2 separate regions of the Zea mays genome follow, and region 1 is linked to region 2. The links are chromatin contacts, called in public Hi-C maps. All regions are on one chromosome and are shown on one strand. Each heading gives the region's core, a stretch centred on a gene start, on an enhancer-like site or on the middle of the called end of the contact. The rest is flanking DNA. Distances are from core to core; before and after follow the strand shown. Region 1 holds the start of LOC100284348 (Bowman-Birk type bran trypsin inhibitor). Region 2 holds the start of LOC103646318 (protein FAR1-RELATED SEQUENCE 6).

The links. Hi-C and Micro-C count contacts between places; a contact is called where the count stands out from the background.
Region 1: a contact with region 2 is called in a Hi-C map of ear, with 4 times the contacts expected there. The contact joins the promoter of LOC100284348 here to the promoter of LOC103646318 in region 2. A contact is called at or near these places in 5 of 25 Hi-C or Micro-C datasets (ear, leaf and tassel).

What each region holds. Positions count from the first base shown.
Region 1 is chr2:39,652,551-39,657,201 of Zm-B73-REFERENCE-NAM-5.0, forward strand. It overlaps LOC100284348 (Bowman-Birk type bran trypsin inhibitor), which reads right to left and starts at 3,220. Exons shown (of 2, transcript NM_001157243.2): 1 at 3,161-3,220; 2 at 2,129-2,984. The coding sequence starts at 2,945. The coding sequence ends at 2,406.
Region 2 is chr2:39,409,280-39,413,944 of Zm-B73-REFERENCE-NAM-5.0, forward strand. It overlaps LOC103646318 (protein FAR1-RELATED SEQUENCE 6), which reads right to left and starts at 3,058. Exons shown (of 3, transcript XM_008671049.3): 1 at 2,824-3,058.

The DNA.
Region 1 (4,651 bases), core at 1,970-4,469, 240 kb after region 2:
AGTCCGGTGGCGTACCGGACAGGGTACTGTTCACTGTCCGGTGCCTGCCACGTCAGCAGACCGTTGTGGTTTGGAGCGGTTGACCGTTGAAGTCTTTTGTCCTCTTGCTGCACCGGACAAGTCCGGTGTGCCACCGGACTGTCCGGTGCGTTCTGACTTCGCAGCTCTGACTTCTGACTTCTGCATTGTGCGCTTTTTACTGTTGACGCAGTTGACCGTTGCTCCGTTGGCTCACTAGACATGTCTGGTGCACACCAGACAGTCCGATGAATTATAGCGGAGCGACTCCCAGTGAAATCCGAGAGTGGCCAGTTTGTGGAGTGCTCAGCCTGGGCACCGGACAGTGTCTGGTGCGCCACTGGCAGCACTATTGCTAGTCTTTGCTCCAATCTTTCTTGAGTCCCCAACTTAATTTTTTTGTTGGTTTATGTTGAACTTTATGCACCTGAGAGAAATGATAACTAGGCAAACTAGTTAGTCCACGTGGTTTGTGATAGGCGTCAAACACCAAAATCGATTATAGTAAATGTTTTTAACCATTTCCCTTTCAGGAATCGCGTGTCCGATGACCAATTCCGGGCCACGGTTTGGGTGTCTACGAGTCCGACTTGATGGAATACGATCAAGGGGAGGAAAGGGACACAGAGGACTTAAATCTCACAGGCGTCTGACACGCAGACACACTGGCACCGATGCACGGTGGATCCGCGGGGTTCTCCTTGCGACGGTGAACGCGCCACTGCACAACAACACCACGATCGAATACTGGACTCAGGGCGGCGACTATGGTGGCTAGCTATGAGGCGAGGCTCTCTTCCCCAATCCTTGGACACACTGGCGGCGCAGAGGGGAAAACAGAACAATGAGCCCCCCCCCCCCCATCATGTCTAAATAGTCCAGACCCCATGACTCACGGAGGGGGTGGTTCCGTCCACAGCCGTCGGGCGCAAGGCGTGGTCAGCTCGCGGGTGGTTTCAACCTTCGTGAGATTGGCGCGAGCCCGCGTTTGCCGCATCGGTCGCGGGCGCGTCGGAAACGATCACCCGAGTCCGGCTGCCAAGTGGGACCGCGGTGCACTGAGTATAGGCGATGGGAGGGCGGAGTGCTAACCTGCGGGACCCGTTCGCCAGGCATAAATACCGCGCGCGTGAGCAACCGAGGCCAGGCCGCTTGACGTTGAGGGCCCATGAGATAGGGATCGGTGCACGCAGCACGACGGGCTGGTGATCCGAGTAGGCGACGTGTGGGTCCGGGGTGTCGGCGCCCGGCTGAAGTACTGGGCCGCGCGGTGGAATTGGTATAGTGGGCCGAAATGGGGGTACGCGGCCTAGGCAGGTTTTTCTTATTTTCTTTCTTCTTTTTCCTTTCTTTTCTATTTTTAGGTTTCAAATTTTGTTGTGGAGTTCATATTTAGAAAATAGACAAATTTACCTACCAGAATGAACAGGTGTGTGTGTGTGTGTATATATATATATATATATATATATATATATATATATATATATATATATATATATATATATATATATATATATATATATATATATATATATATATATATATATATTCCTTATATTTATATAGTATTTCCCTTATTCTTTATATCATTTTCAATTTCTAAATGGCAAGTTTGGTCTTACATCCCAATTTGGCACTAATATGTTTTTATTAATATTATTATTATTTATAGATGCACAAACATATAAACTCTAGCATGATGCATGTATTATTTTTTATATCATTAGTTAATTATTCGCTTTAAATATGGTTGTTCATATGTTCCAATAAGTAGAGGGCAAAACATATGATGAGATCAACTCTTTTCTTATTGTTTACAAATTGGATATTACACACATCCACTATATTATATTGTATTTTAATTGTATCTTATATTTAGAGTACCGTGCAGCAGTTTCAGGTTTTACGTGCACTAATTGGCTCTATAGTCGGTTCCGAACTAGTAATAAACACCCTCAACGCTGAGCTGATCCTGGAACAACGAAAAAATTACTCCCTCCGTTTTTTTAGTTGTCGCTGGATAGTTCAATTTGCACTATCCAACGACAACTAAAATGAAATGGAGGGAGTATTATTTTCGAATAACATAGTGAACAAAATGAGATGGATGTATATTAATATGATCAACGACTATTCATTTTCAGTAGACTACTTTATTGGATGATCATATCCACACTCCCTACACCGCCACACATGGGGATGAAATTAAATCGAACGAGAGTGGCAGCAGCTAGCGATCGAGCTAGGCTAATCGTCCATGTCGGGACGAACAACCAGATGTTAGCTTTGTACGCTAGCCACTTTTATTTTTATTTGTGGACGTACGTATACTAGCAAGTAGCCGCGCGCGCTGCGCTACGCTACTTTTAGCAAGTAGCTGAGCTGAGCTAGTTGCTCGTACTGATCCATGTCCTGCACTTGGGACCAGGATAGCCGTGGAAGATGTCTCGGCATTGGAAGCGAGGAGGGTCCGAATGATACAGAAACTCGCACCGTTCGCAGTTGCTCGAGCACGACTCCACCTTGTCCAGGCACATGCAGTTGGGGATGTAGTCCCTTGTGCAGGCCACGCTGTCGCAGCAGTCCCACGGCCTCGGTGTGCAGACCGGGGGCTCGGTCAGGCTTAAGATAAAGTCACCGCAGACGAAGCCGTCGCCGGCCGGCGACGCCTCGCAGTCCTGGCAGTCGGCGGAGCACTTGTCCACCACGTCGTTGCAGCGCCACGCCGGCAGGGAGGCGTCCTTGATAGCGGAGTCGCAGCAATTCCACGGTCGACCACCAGCGCCAAAGCTGCTGGGGAGACGAATCGCGTCGTCGGCGTCGGTGTGGCGGGCGTGGCTGGACCTGGCGGCGGTGGCGCCGAAGCAGACAGCGACAAGAAGAGCGACGAAGAGCATCGTCGCAGGGATGACGGGGCTGGTGCCCATGCCGCTGCCCGCTGCTATGCCTTTCTTCTTTCTCCAAGCCTGAAGTTGTTGCTGATGATTATTCATTCGCAGGCGCATGGAAATAAATACACCCATCCATACGTGTGGCCCTACCGCCCTAGTGGATATGTATGGACGGGTGGCATTCATGTGTGTGCTCAACCTTTAATAATTTGCTACAGTAACATATAGAGTACGACTGTACGAGTACATACGAGTGGTTTGGTTGCATGTGTGGTTCCTGGTCAGTCCAGCTCGCAGCTGGGAATCGGGCCAGGACGGGCCGGTCCAGGCCAGATCCATCGTGATTTGGACTAAATAGATTTAGGGGGTGTTTGGTTTTTAGGGACTAATGTTTAGTCCCTACATTTTATTCAATTTTAGTTCTAAAATTATAGATTAAAATGGAATAAAATAAAGGGACTAAACATTAGTCCCTAGAAACCAAACACCCCCTTAGACTAAGAAGACTAAAAAACTTTTAAGTTATGTCATATCAGCTTAAAGAGTAGAAACAGTAATGCAGTTCGGACTTAAAATATGTTGTGACTTCGTTGGCGTGGCGAATTAAGTCTGGCCTATATATTTGAACCATATAAAATATAAATATTACAACAATATACAGTTCATAGCTTATTAAATTAAAAAATATTAAACAGTGTTAACATCATTTTAGAATTACAATAAAATCTACATTTGCGAGAGCAATTAGACCACAAGCAACATGAAATACAATAAAAACATAACCCAGAGTGTGTGTGACACACGCAGCTGACTGATAACACTAGTAGAAAAAAAGGCTCAAAGCATGTGGTACGGTATATTTTTACAGACGAATCCGGTTATCAACCGTCTATGCTATTTTTATTGTTTTTAAAACCTGTTTTATTTTTTTGAAAATAATTTTCACTTACGATTTTATTACGTCGACCGCAAGTAGAAATCGATTTTTACTGGCGGTTTTCTTAGCTCAACCGTCAGTGGAAATCGATTTCCACTGACGGTCCTCAGTTACCCGCTTGTAAAAATGATGACTTATACTGGTCTCTAGCACCGGTGGTTTAAAAAACGCCAGTGAAAATAGATTCACTATCGCCACTATAGAGCTTCTCTATACTAGTGTAATGGCATCTATTTCATCTAGAAATATTGTGGATGGACGCATGATGCCTAGCAAGCTCAAATCCTACTTAGTAGTAGTACTAATGTCTTCGTAGAGGAGATAAGAACTTAGCTAAGGTAGTAATCATAGATCATGAATCATGCTAGGTATTTTGTAGTACGATAGATGCACTTGCGGTACGATCTTTCAATTGTTCCCCAATCCTAACAGAGAAATGAGAATACAGAAGTGAACTATAGTTCTATACTTAAGAACAGCAAGGACCAAGGATTTGAGAGCACAAGTCATCATGTTCTTCCAAAATTACGCGATTGGCATAAATTGTCGGTGTGCATATGCATGGACGGGTGGGTGGGTGGCATACATCATACATGTGTGGTCGACCTTTAATAATTTGCTACAGTAGCATATATGATTTGTAGCAAACTCTTGTTTTTCCAGTAAGATTTGTAGCCCTGCATGTGAGGTCTGTTCAGAAGGCTATCTTAAACTTCGTGCCTAACACTACCGTGGAGCCTCTGTTTCCCTCTAAACTTTTGTAACTTTATACCATCAGCCATCGTAAGAATCGGATTTTAGGTAA
Region 2 (4,665 bases), core at 1,808-4,307:
TTTAACTTTCCAAATGAGAAATTTACTTTTATATGAACATAAAGCCTGAGAGAGTGCAGTATGGTATGTACTAGTGTACTATGATACTATCCGACTGCTCTAAAGGGTCGTACATGCATAGCTGTCTTGCAAACATAAGTTGGATAATTATGAGTGAAATTTCATTTGTAGTGACACAGACACTTGATAGATAAGTTATCACAAGTAGAGGGCAGGGCTTGATAAAAAAAAATAAAAATGCATGAATAGTAGAGAAATTCCATGATCATGCTATTTTTTGTACCAAAAACCTTACATATATATGGGATAACACCACAATGCCAGATTGTTTTCGTAGATCAAGACAATACAAGCCTTTGAACTTTCAACTAGTATGGTCAGGAAAGGAAGAGCATTATAAATAGAAGAAAGTGATGGGAATGACACTATTCTTGTTATGGTTTATACATAGACTCTAAGTTCCTATGGAACATAAACACTAGAGTGGAACCAAAACTATTACCACAGCCTTAGGCCATGTTCGTTTCATCCCTAAACCATATGGATTGAGGGGGATCGAAAGAGATTGGAGAGGATTTTAACTTGTAGGGGAGTTGATCCTCCTCAATCCATATGGATTTATAGAAAACGAACAGGGCCTTATGAGGAACAGACAGAGGCGGGTCAAATTCGGGTCATGGGGGTACCATTGAAGAACGGCGGATCTGGTGAATTAGCACGGCCAGGTCACTGGCATTAAACTTCACTACCATCATTGCTTTGCAACCAGTCCTTGCAACAAGCCTCCTTCGAGCTTTGAGGCCAGGCTTAATCCTAGCTATGCCGCCTTTGTAACAAACAAATGTAGCACGGTATTTTCATTTGTAGTGACACAGACACTTGATAGATAAGTTATCGCAAGTAGAGGGCAGGGCTTGATAAAAAAATAAATAAAAATGCATGAATACTAGAGAAATTCCATGATCATGCTATTTTTTGTACCAAAAACCTTACATATATATGGGATAACACCACAATGCCGGATTGTTTTTGTAGATCAAGACAATACAAGCCTTTGAACTTTCAACTAGTATGGTCAGGAAAGGAAGAGCATTATAAATAGAAGAAAGTGATGGGAATGACACTATTCTTGTCATGGTTTATACATAGAATCTAAGTTCCTATGGAACATAAACACTAGAGTGGAATCAAAACTATTACCACAGCCTTAGGCCATGTTCGTTTCATCCCTAAACCATATGGACTGAGGGGGATTGAAAGGGATTGGAGAGGATTTTAACTTGTAGGGGAGTTGATCCCCCTCAATCCATATGGATTTATAGAAAACGAACAGGGCCTTATGGGGAACAGATAGAGGCGGGTCAAATTCGGGTCATGGGTGGTACCATTGAAGAACGGCGGATCTGGTGAATTAGCACGGCCAGGTCACCAACTAAGGGCCTAAACCACCAACACCGGGGCACATACTGACAGACAACAAAAGTAAATAAAGTGTTTAACAAAACAATTTATATGGTATTTCAGTTCCACACTTGGTGCTGTTTGGTTTGACTGCTTTGCTCCGTGATCTGTTTATAGGGATATCCCGTATAATTAGTTTATGTTTGTTTTAGATGGGAAATAATCAGGTCATGGCGTACCTGTTACCAGCTAGTGTAAAGTGCATACCACGCACTTTCCAGAGTTAATAATCAACTGTCAGCATGCCTGCCAAGTGCCAACAGATGATGAGTCAGCAAAAGCGACAAACCCTTAACGCATAGTCTCTGCCACAGCCATGCAGCAATGTGCTGCATCCATCGGATCATTGCTGGGTAAGGGAGCCTGCGCTCTTTCTCCATCTTTTCACATCTTTCTGATCTTCTTCTCCCAACCCTAAACTAGTTTGTTCTTCAGATCTGCCATGGAAGGCAAGCTTAGCAGGTCACCATGCTTCACCCCACCGGTGTAGCAGTGTGCGTGGATGCACGGCAGCAGCGCCTGCAGCCAAAGTCATGCCATGCGTGCGCAGATGAGGGAGCCCGATTGCCTAAGTGGTGCAGCTGAGAGGGCTGTTGGTCGCCAGCGTCGGCGTGACACTGGGCAGCGTCTCATGGACCCTGTCCTACAGATGCAACCGGCAGTATACCATCAACGACACAGTGTCTTGAGTTCCCGTAGATGAGGAAGACGAGCTCTCAGTCTCTGTTATCTGATTTCATTATCGATGGAACCAAACAAAGTCGATAAACTTGTTGCCCCGTGTCATTCCGGTCCATAAACTTTTAAAGTGTGTCAGTCTGGTCCTTAATTGTTGTTTGGATCTCAGTTAGGTCCAAACGGGTCGTGGTTTACATGTGGACCCCACATGTCAGCCTGTGTATTCTCTTTTCTCAGTTCTCCCTCACCAGACATGCGGAAAAAGAGAGACAAAAAAGATACACAGGCTGACATAGGCTGACATGTGGGTCCACATGTCAATCACGACCGATTAAGGACTGGACTGGCACACTTTAAAAGTTTATAGACCAGTCTGACATAGGGCGACAAGTTTAAGGCCGGAAATGTATTTTACTCAAACAAAGTCAGTATTGTTTAATATGTTTCCATTAGCGGTCAGTTCCATTACCATTTGCGTTTACATTTACAAATGATACAACCAAACGACACCTTAATGTACATGGAAACCTATCTTCATCAACAATAGCACCAGGGCAGATATAGTAATGGGCAACCCAATAGTTTTTGTAGTAAGTTAGAAGTTAGTAGGCATCAATCAAATAGCTTGAGGTTAGATTTTGAAAAGTCGGTTTCGCACAGCAGATAGGGAAGAGGGGGGAGTACCTGGTGGGCGCTCTTCGCCGGAGAAGACAACGGCGGTAGACCACCCAGTCGTCGCAGACAGAGAGAGAGACCCCCCCCCCCCCCCCCCCCCCCTATCTGCTGTGGAGGATCGATCTGGGCTGGGGCACAGTCAGCGGTGCGAGGCAGACGGCGGCGGCGAACGGACGAGGAACGCGACGCGAGGGAGACGGGATCGAGGAGGTGGTAGACGGTTGGGCTTGGGCTTGAGATGGACTTTTTTTGGAAAAAAAAATTTGCTACTGGTTAAAGCCCAACCGATCTCAACGTGTTGTGGGCTTGTGGCACAATGGCCAGGGTCTTCATTTCAAGAATTACAGTTTCGGTTTTCTAATTTTATCATAAAACAACTTCAACAGATGGGTAAATTAGGGTTCAAGAGTTTTGGCTCCAAATAGACTCTAATTTTTGTAATACAATTAGTTTGTGCGAGTTTCTTTAATTGTCCTTGATAATTAGTGGGTGGAGAAAGAGACATGAATCAGTAGATCATGTAATCAAGGTATGGTGGTTAATTTTTGTGCAATTTTATGTAGAGGTATGAAAACAATGTTTTTCAAGCACCTTTTAAGGACATTCAAAAATTTTATGAAACTGACCTCTAGTTTTTTTGAAGCTAGAGCTCATGAAATTAACCTATTTAGATAGAATAAGCTAGAATGAACCTAAAATTCTTGAGGTGGAGACCTCACATAAAGGTAAGGTACTGTATGGTACGTAGGGATGGCTCACACTGTCACGCACAAGGATGAGGGTGGCCACTGGTTTCGTGTGTTCAAATTCCACTCGTGGGGATCCGTAAAATAATGCGTTAATTGTATACATGTCACTCAACTTTTACAAATTTAGATAATTAGTTCATTTTGATGTCATAGAGTGCCATAAAAATGCACTAGTTTCTAACTTTTTGGAGTGACATATTTCTAATTAACCCTAAAATAATTAGTTATTAGAGCTTGATGTAGTCTTTGCGCATGGGTGTTCAATAAGTCCTAGAATATTAATTTTAAGTTTTTTTACATATATAGTATAATGTTCGTGTGTTGTGACGGTACAACAATAGTAAATCAGTGTGATTGACCATCCCACAAGAAATAAATTTGAAATTAAAGTGATCCTCCACACAAAAAAATAAATTTAAAATTAAAGTGGATATATAGCCCACATATAAGATATAAAAATGTGGATATTATATTTTATCTTAGCTAAAAGGCCGAGAAAGATATGAGTTGAAAAAAGACTTGTCACTTTTTAATAGCTCGCTCGGTCGCTTGTCCTCCCTCAATTAGCAAGGTGAAACTATCCGAGAACGATGCGTTGCATGCGGCTTCGTGTCATATTGGGCTTGAGTGTTTTCTCATGGCCCGTCTGGCAGGTAACTGTCTGATTGTTAGATGAGACATGGAGGAGAAAAACAGATATACTCCATACACACTTCGTACATGACACACGACTCACGAAAATCGTGCTTTAAAGAGGTAGATTTTTTGTGATGGTTGAATGACTGATTTTCATAGTATCTCTTTAATTCTAATGCTCATTAGATGTTTAAACATGTAATAAATATTATTTTGCCAAGTGTGGTTTTACTGCTAATTAGCCAATCTGAGATGTAAAAACTTAGATGGTTTTATTGTTATTTGGCGTGCTAGACTTCTTATATAGTTATGTTATGTATGTGTCACTGGAACTGAATAGAATTGTTTGAAAAATGTATGGTCATGTGAAACTGAAATGTGAATTGATATTGCATGATGTATTGTATGCTTCTAAATAATTACCTATGGTATACTTCTAAATAATTATATGTATTTCCCTTACTAT